Regions from separate parts of the Mus musculus genome. Here region 2 is linked to region 1. Evidence: chromatin contacts called from public Hi-C data. All regions are on one chromosome and are shown on one strand. The core of a region is the stretch at or near the end of the contact, and the rest is flanking DNA. Distances in the headings are between cores, read along the strand shown. Region 1 overlaps Gm36132 (a long non-coding RNA gene). Region 2 overlaps Gm36660 (a long non-coding RNA gene).

The links. A called contact is a pair of places that touch in the nucleus more often than the background predicts.
Region 2: a Hi-C map of muscle stem cells shows a contact between it and region 1, with 2.6 times the contacts expected there. The contact joins two enhancer-like sites. A contact is called at or near these places in 3 of 484 Hi-C or Micro-C datasets (bone marrow-derived macrophages, muscle stem cells and nephron progenitors), 2 of 115 datasets of contacts at active chromatin or transcription factors (both in embryonic stem cells) and 1 of 9 other capture datasets (embryonic stem cells).

Annotation. Positions count from the first base shown.
Region 1 is chr12:79,862,716-79,866,961 of GRCm38.p6, reverse strand. It overlaps Gm36132 (a long non-coding RNA gene), which reads left to right. Exons shown (of 4, transcript XR_381728.4): 2 at 1-80; 3 at 1,324-1,407. Among named protein-coding and RNA genes, the nearest start is that of Gm36132, 2.7 kb to the left of the region's middle. Within about 2 kb of position 2,406, at least 94 of the 459 cell types and tissues checked have an H3K27ac peak or open chromatin away from gene starts, as enhancers often do. A contact at or near this core is called in bone marrow-derived macrophages and muscle stem cells, where this site is marked.
Region 2 is chr12:80,044,344-80,048,589 of GRCm38.p6, reverse strand. The region is part of intron 3 of Gm36660 (a long non-coding RNA gene); the gene reads left to right. Among named protein-coding and RNA genes, the nearest start is that of Gm36834, 27 kb to the right of the region's middle. Within about 2 kb of position 1,824, at least 54 of the 459 cell types and tissues checked have an H3K27ac peak or open chromatin away from gene starts, as enhancers often do. A contact at or near this core is called in bone marrow-derived macrophages and muscle stem cells, where this site is marked.

The DNA of each region.
Region 1 (4,246 bases), core at 1,157-3,656:
CCACCTGTCCCTGACTGGTCTAGGTATTCTCAGTCATAGGGATTTTAACAGACTGGCCAGGAACTCTCATAAGAAACCAGGTAAAACTTTTATTTATTTTGTTTATTCTTTTTGATTTACATCCAATTTTCAAAGTGTACTTGAGACAGTTTACAATAAAATACATATGTACAATAAGTTGGTTGAATAAGAAAGAGAAATTTAAATCATAGAGAACGAAAAGGAAAATAGTTATGCCAGAAACCTGAGCTAATTGCTATTGTAATTGAGCATTAAATTTGTTCAAGGTTTTCTGGCAGCTAACAGAAAAAAAAAGAGGAAATACAAAGGGTAACTTGATGGCTGCAATTTGCCCTTAACTTCTTTAGCAGGCTACAGGGCTAGAGAGCACTCCATTCTGGGGAGCTAAAGTGGGAGCCAGTCTGCGCAGGTCCGCTACAGTGTGTCCCGTCCACATCCCATCTTTCCTTTTTCCTAACTGTAGCAGCAGGTGGAACAGCTTTGGTTTGAAACCTGACTAGAGCCAGGACTCTCAGATTAAAGACTTAAAAAAAAAAATTAGGGGTAGTGATTCAGACAGTATAGCAGTTGAAACGCATACTGTCCTCTCCGAGAACCCAAGTTTGGTTCCCAGTACCCGAAGCAGGCAGCTCACGTTTGCCTGTGACTCCAGCTCTAGAGGATCTTACACCATTTGCTAGCCTCTGCAAGCACCTGCACTCACATGCACACAGTCCCACACGGCCACACATAGTTGAAAATCAAATAAAATCTGAAGAAAATGTTTTTGAAATGTTCATGTATAACAACATGTATTTGGGGCTGGGGCAATGTCTCAGTCTGTAAAATGAATGCTTACTGTGCTAGCATGAGAACCTGAGTTCATATCCCCAGGGCCCATTTAACTGCCAGGTGTGGTAGTATCTACCTGTAACCTCAGCATGGATGGAACAGAGCCAGGCAGATCCTGGAGCTGTTCGGCCACCTAGTCCAGCCAAATAGAAAGCTGGGTTCAGTAAGAAACTGTCTCAAAAAGTAAGATATCAAGAGAGGAAGACATCATCCTCTGCCTCCATGCATGTAAATCCATACTCATCCCTACATGCACACACACATGTACATGACCACACATAAACACAGACTAGTACATTTGAAACACCTCCTTATTGAGGATTTGGAAAATATAGAAAAGTATAAAGGAGAAAAGATAAGTTATCTGACAATCCCATTTGAAAACAATTGTGATGAATTATTAATAAGTTAACTTCCGTTTTTAACGTAAACTTATATTGGCTCGTTTCTTGCTATTTTCTCTCTATCTAGATGATTCTATAAGCTTGTGCTCTTTGACTCGAGTCGTTTTTACGGTAAAACCAGCCAGCCACTGCCCATAGATGGCTCCGTGAGGTAACTGCCTAGCTTCATAAAAAGTCTGTGTCTTTTCCAACAGGCGAAAGGAGGCCTTCCCTGGGTGCAGAGTTATGTAATTTGTCTAAATCACACAGCACTAAAGGAAGAGCAAACCCACAAATTTGGGTGTGTCTGTGGAGCACATTCACTTCAGCAGATGTTCAGTTGCTCAGAGACACAGACAGCTCCCTCCTGCCGCCTGTGACCCCTGGGAACAGGAGTGTCCGATGGTGGCTGAGCCTGGCCACGGGCCCCAGCCAACCAGTACAGAGAAGGAAGGAGCTCACTATGCCCCGGCTCTTCTCTCCTTCCGCCCTTCTCCACATGCAAGAGGCCAAGAAACTAAACTGCCTAGACTGCAGGTTAGCTTGTAGATACCAGTGGGTTTTTTGAGTTGATGAAATAATTTAATCCAAACCTTCCTTTTCCATGGGGATCAAATTACGAGAAGGTCACAAAACCCGGTTCTGTTGTTCTCAGTCCCGACAGTGCCAGAGAGGGTGTCAAATTTTGTTGTTGTTGCTCATACTGTGGTTTATAGTTGGAACTGTGTGCAGTCACGGCTTTCTTCTCTCCTGGGCACTCTGATTCGTACTGAAACATCTCTCGTGTACAAGTCATGACTGGAGTATCCTGAGCAGCTCTCAGAAGAGCCACTTCCTTGGGCAGATCCAGGCCACAAAGTTGCTGGGGAACATTGGTTGCCACCCTCTAAACGGACAAGCCTTTTGTGAACAGTCCAAAACCAGCAAATGACCCAGGAGTTAGGGCCACCCTGGGATGAAAGTAGGAGGGTCTTTTTCCCCTGTCCTTTATTCCCTTGGGGGACCCTATGAGCTAAGCCGCAGGAGTCCAATAGTCTTAGTGCCACGGACTCTTGGTTGGCCCCGCAGAGATTGATCCAAGATGAAAGTTTGCCGAGCGAGCCAGGCACTCTGCCGCAGTTGGGGTAAGTCAAGCTGGTGTGCCAGTGGGTGAGTCAGCGACCGAAATGCCCTCTCTTCATTGCATAACTCTAAACACAGGCTTTGCCTTCCCGATAATCACTCTCCTGGCGGTGGCACAGCAGGGCTTATTTCCTGAAGACATGCGTGGGAAAAAAAAGTTTTCCAGGCAGACTTAGACACTCAGGCTTCCATGCTGTAAGGAACAGTACTTCCTTCCTCTCCAGCGCTGGTGATATGACTCACAGCAAAACGTGAAGATGACTTTCCTGATGCACCAAATGGCAGCTGGCTGTAGCGACTCAGGCTTGTGGTCCCCAGCACTCCGGAGGATGAGGCGGGAGACCCATGACATTGAGTCTAGGGCTACATATCTGGACCCTGTCTCAAAACAAACTGATAAACCAGCAGACAAATATCAAGAATGAAGAACTTGAGCAATAAGAGGAAACGCATCAAGTGCTAGACACGTGGTACATCCTTCTCTCTACCTAGCTATAATGACCCTCATATTCTGCCCGTTATACAGGTAAGAAAACTGAGGCCTGAGGTTAAATGATATTCTTTCTCTTTCAGTACTCAGAACTGAACCTTGGACCTCATGCTTGCTAGGCACTGAGCTATATCCCCAGTCCTAAATGATGTTCCCAATGTTACAGAGCTTGTAAGAGTCTGAGCCAAAGCTCCAGGAATTCTATTTTCTTTTCCTTTTTCTTTTATTTTATGTATATGAGTACCTTATTGTATATGTATATTTTATTTTATGTATATGAGTGTTTTGCCTGCATTTATGCATATGTACCACGTGCTGGCTGGTGCCCTTGGAGGTCAGAAGGTGGTGCTGGATCCCCTAGACCTGGAGTTATAGTTGTAATCCACCCTGTGGGTGCTGGGAATTGAACTGGAGTCCTCTGCAAGAGCAATAAAGTGTTCTCATCCACTGAGCCATCTCTCCAGCCCCACGTTCTAGTTTCTTAACAGCTTGAAAGTGACAGAAGTGATGGGATTGAGAGAAATCACAAATCCAAAGTATTTTCCATCAGATGGCTTGTCAGACCCAAGGAAGGCTCCTCTTAGAGACGAATGCCTGCCATGCCACACTTCAGCCTTGCTGACTCCGTAGAAACCATGGCTGGCTTCCAGGAAGGGGAGAAATTTGTCCCTGCTCCTGTGTCCAACACTGTTTGGTATTTGGATGAATATGAACAGCTAGTTATGATGCCATTGGGGGTGGGGATTACACTGCAGAGAGGCCTCAACATGCCGTCCAGACAGGGAACATGACTCACCAAGAAGAGACCCCAGGTGGGGAAGCTCTGGGTGGCTGGATTGCTCATAATCTGGTGAGACTAGGCAAAAAAAAAAAAAAAAAAAAAAAAAAAAAAAAAAAAAAAAAGGCCACAAGGACCTCCAGGAAAACACTGTGGTAATTATCATGGCTGCAAGTCCCCAAGTCAGGGGACCTGCCAGAGGCTGTCCCAGGGCCCTAGACTAGAGATCTATGATATTATAAAATAGTTTCCCACTGCTGCTCTAGTGAGTTTCCATACAGTGCCTTACGGCAATGCAGATTTGTTATTTTATACTTCTGGAGATCAAAAGGTGGGTATGGGGCTATAATAAAGCCACTGTCAGAGCCTCACTTCTTTCTAGGGATTCAGGAAGCAAAGTCCGTTGTCTTGCCTTGATCTGAGTATGAAAGTCATCCACAGCCCATGGCTCATGGCTCTTCTGCTCTCAAGCTAGCAACGGCTCATGAGTCATTCTTATACTGTGTGATTCTCTTCTGCGGTTAATGAAGCACTTATGCCACCCTGGATCATCTTTGTATTCTCAAGTCAACCAGCTTGAATCTTAATGCCGTCTCCCACCTTGATTCTTTCTCATCATAT
Region 2 (4,246 bases), core at 575-3,074, 180 kb before region 1:
GTGGGTCAATCCTTTGGACCAGGGGGAACATGTCATCGATAAGGCTCACAGGAGGAAAATGTCCCTAATAGGGAATGTAGAACAAAATCCAAAAATCTATTTCATATACTGTTGAGTTTCAGCAGTGCTGAAGCAAAGAGCACTCCATGCTCTCGGCATAATTTGCATCATCCGGGGTCTTGCTTGTCTGCACTCCTCACTGCCCAAGAATCTGAGCTTTACTAGTGAAGAATGGCCCTTGTGTGACTGTATGTTTATGTATATTTGTGGGAAGAGCTTGTGGCAGAGACTTTGTGTGTATGTATGTGATGCAGGGTGGATGCTGGAGGAGGAAAAGGTGGGCTAGAAGAGCCAGGGCTGGAGGAGGTACAGGAGGGGGCATCGCAGCTCCAAGGACTCTCTTTGGAAAGTTGTAAGAACCTACTGCAACCTGTGTTCTTTCTCATCCAGCAGTTGCCACCCAGGGCCTCCCACTTCTTTTCTTTCCCTCCTTCTCCTCCTCCTTCTTTTGTTTGTTTTGTTTTTTGTTTTTCCAGACAGGGTTTCTCTGTAGTCTTGGCTGTCTTGGAGCTTGCTCTATAGCCTAGGCTGACCTTGAACTCAAAAAGATTTGCTTGTCTCTGCCTCTCAAGTGCTGGGATTGGAGGTGTGTGCTACCACTACCTAACCCCATTTCTTCCTCTCCAGCTGTCTCTTTTTCCCTTTTTCCCCCTCCTTTCCTTTTTCTCCCACTCCTCCTTTCCTCTCCTTAACACCCCCTCCCGTGATATGTGTCCCAGTGCTGTGTACATGGAAGTCAGAGATTGGTACTGGGTGTCTTCTGTCTCTCTCCACCTTACTTTTTTTTTTTTTTTTGACACAGGCTCTCTCATCGAAACTGTAGCTAACAGTTTTAGCTAGAGTGGCTCACCAGCAAGTTCTGGGGATCATCTCTTCCCCTGACCCAGTGCTGGGGCTGCGGGTGTGTGCTACAGTTCCTTTTTACATGAGTGTGGGGATCTGAACTCAGGTCCCCATGTTTATACAATGAACGTTATTCCCAGTGAGTTATTTCCCCAGCCAGCCCATAAGAGTTTGGTTTAATGTATTGTTCCAGAAGTTTTTTTTCTGGTGCTATCTTCCTGTTAGTTTGGCTAAGACATCTACAGGAGATGGCCAGCTTATCCATGGCCTTGGTGATCGTTTATAGGGGTTAACTTCAGTTTGCTCATTCACACAATATGAGTTTGATTTCATAGGGCTGTTGAGTTGAATAAATAAAATAAAGAGTATGTGGTACCCTTTTTACATGGTGAGAATTCAAAAATGTTAGTTTTTACTTAAATCTCAGCTAGGCAGTGTTTCACTCAGGAAGTCATTCAACAAATTTGTTGCCAATTAAGTGGTGGTAAAAGGTGCCCCCCCCTTTAGTTGAGCAACATTGTGGCCTAGATGTTCCCACCCTTATGAAATTACAGTCCAGTAGATAAGAAGCAAAGTGGAGTCAGGTGCTAGGGAAGGTTGTGACAGCATATTTTCTTAGCCTTGTTTTCTGATGTCGCCTCAATTGGCTGTGTAGCCAGATAGGAATATACGCTCAAGGGGAATTCTTTTAGCAAAACCTTGGGAACAGGACCATAGTGACTCACAGCAGGCTAAGCTCTAACAGCAGCAAATAAAGGGCTGGGAAATGGCTAAGAGACTCAAGCAGCTGTCACAACAGCCACCGTCATCTTCTGCTTATGTAGGACTCTTCTCTTGCAAGCTAAGTGCTTTGTAGATAGACATTACTCAGTGAATTCTCACAGCTTCCTTCTGGGGCAGGGAGGAGGCAGAGATTATTAGAAATGAGGAAACAGGCTTGGCAGGAGTATAACCGCCGTGTCTGAAGTCATACAGCTAGCACATGCTCTGGTCCCTGGATTGGCTTGCCCAACTTGTAGCGCATTGGCTTACTTGGTGTCCATAGGACAGTGAGGTTGGGGAGTTGTGTAACTGGGAAGCACATGTATAGGTGATGGATAGGAAAACCTCACAACTATGCTTCCCAAACACTATTTCTGGTTCTTCACTCTGTTTTGCATGGGTAGCCTTAAACATCATGTGTAGAGACACTACTGCTTGGTCCCTTCCTTATTCGTCCTTGGGATGTTCCAGTGATGGGAACTTGGAGGGAAAGTGGTGTTACGGTTTTTGTTTTTTTTTCTGTGACTTTGGTTATCTGGACTAGCCAATTGTGACCCACATACATTACATAGAAAAATTCCTGAAAGAGCAAGTTTAAGATTGTAGGCTGTAAGGAGTGGCATGGTGAAGAAATCTTGCTCCAAATGAAGCACACGATCCTCCCTCTGATATGTCTTCAGAGGGTCAGTTGTAGCCTAATGCTACGTCACCACGTGGACATCAACTCAGTCCATTATCTCCCATCATTACCAGAAGCACTAGAACACTGTAGCAAGACAGTTGAGGGAAAAAAAAGATCATCTCCACATATCTTTTATTATAGCATCTTGTTATAATGGCTCTGTTTTATTATTTGTTATTGCTGTCAATCTCTTGCTACATCTAAGTCACGCATTAAACCCTATCATAGGTATGTATGTAAGAGGAGCCTAGGTAGAATTCAGTGCTACCTATGATGTCAGGAGTTCACCGAGGGCCTTGAAAAGTCCCTCCTGCACAACTGGCGGTTATCATGTAGAAGAATGCGAATTGATCCATTCCTATCTCCTTGTACTAAGGTCAAATCTAAGTGGATTAAGGAACTCCACATAAAACTAAGACACTGAAACTTATAGAGGAGAAAGTAGGGAAAAACCTAGAAGATATGGGTACAGGAGAAAAATTCCTGAATAGAACAGCAATGGCTTGTGCTGTAAGATCGAGAATCGACAAATGGGACCTCATAAAATTGCAAAGCTTCTGCAAGGCAAAAGACACTGTCAATAAGACAAAAAGGCCACCAACAGATTGGGAAAGGATCTTTACCTATCCTAAATCAGATAGGGGACTAATATCCAATATATATAAAGAACTCAAGAAGGTGGACTCCAGAAAATCAAATAACCCCATTAAAAATGGGGCTCAGAGCTAAACAAAGAATTCTCACCTGAGGAATACCGAATGGCTGAGAAGCACCTGAAAAAATGTTCAACATCCTTAATCATTGGGGATCAAAACAACCCTGAGATTCCACCTCACTCCAGTCAGAATGGCTAAGATCAAAAATTCAGGTGACAGCAGTTGCTGGCGAGGATGTGGAGAAAGAGGAACACTCCTCCATTGTTGGTGGGATTGCAAGCTTGTACAACCACTCTGGAAATCAGTCTGGCGGTTCCTCAGAAAATTGGACATAGTACTACCGGAGGATCCAGCAATACCTCTCCTGGGCATATATCCAGAAGATGTTCCAACCGGTAAGAAGGACACATGCTCCACTATGTTCATAGCAGCCTTATTTATAATAGCCAGAAGCTGGAAAGAACCCAGATGCCCCTCAACAGAGGAACAGAAAATATGGTACATTTACACAATGGAGTACTACTCAGCTATTAAAAAGAATGAATTTATGAAATTCCTAGGCAAATGGATGGACCTGGAGGGCATCATCCTGAGTGAGGTAACTCAATCACAAAAGAACTCACACAATATGTACTCACTGATAAGTGGATATTAGCCCAGAAACTTAGAATACCCAAGATATAAGATACAATTTGCTAAACACATGAAACTCAAGAAGAACGAAGACCAAAAAGTGTGGACACTTTGCCCCCTCTTAGAATTGGGAACAAAACACCCATGGAAGGAATTACAGAGACACAGTTTGGAGCTGAGATGAAAGAATGGACCATCTAGAGACTGCCATATCCTGGGATCCATCCCATGATCAGCCTCCAAACGCTGACACCATTGCATACACTAGCAAGATTTTGCTGAAAGGACCCAGATATAGCTGTCTCTTGTGAGACTATGCTGGGGCCTAGCAAACACAGAAGTGGATGCTCACAGTCAGCTATTGGATGGCTCACAGGGCCCCCAATGGAGGAGCTAGAGAAAGTAACCAAGGAGCTAAAGGGATCTGCAACCCTATAGGTGGAACAACAATATGAACTACCCAGTACCCCCTGGAGCTCGTGTCTCTAGCTGCATATGTATCAGAAGATGGCCTAGTCGGCCATCAGTGGAAAGAGAGGCCCATTGGTCATGCAAACTTATATGCCCCAGCACAGGGGAACGCCAGGGCCAAGAAGTGGGAGTGGGTGGG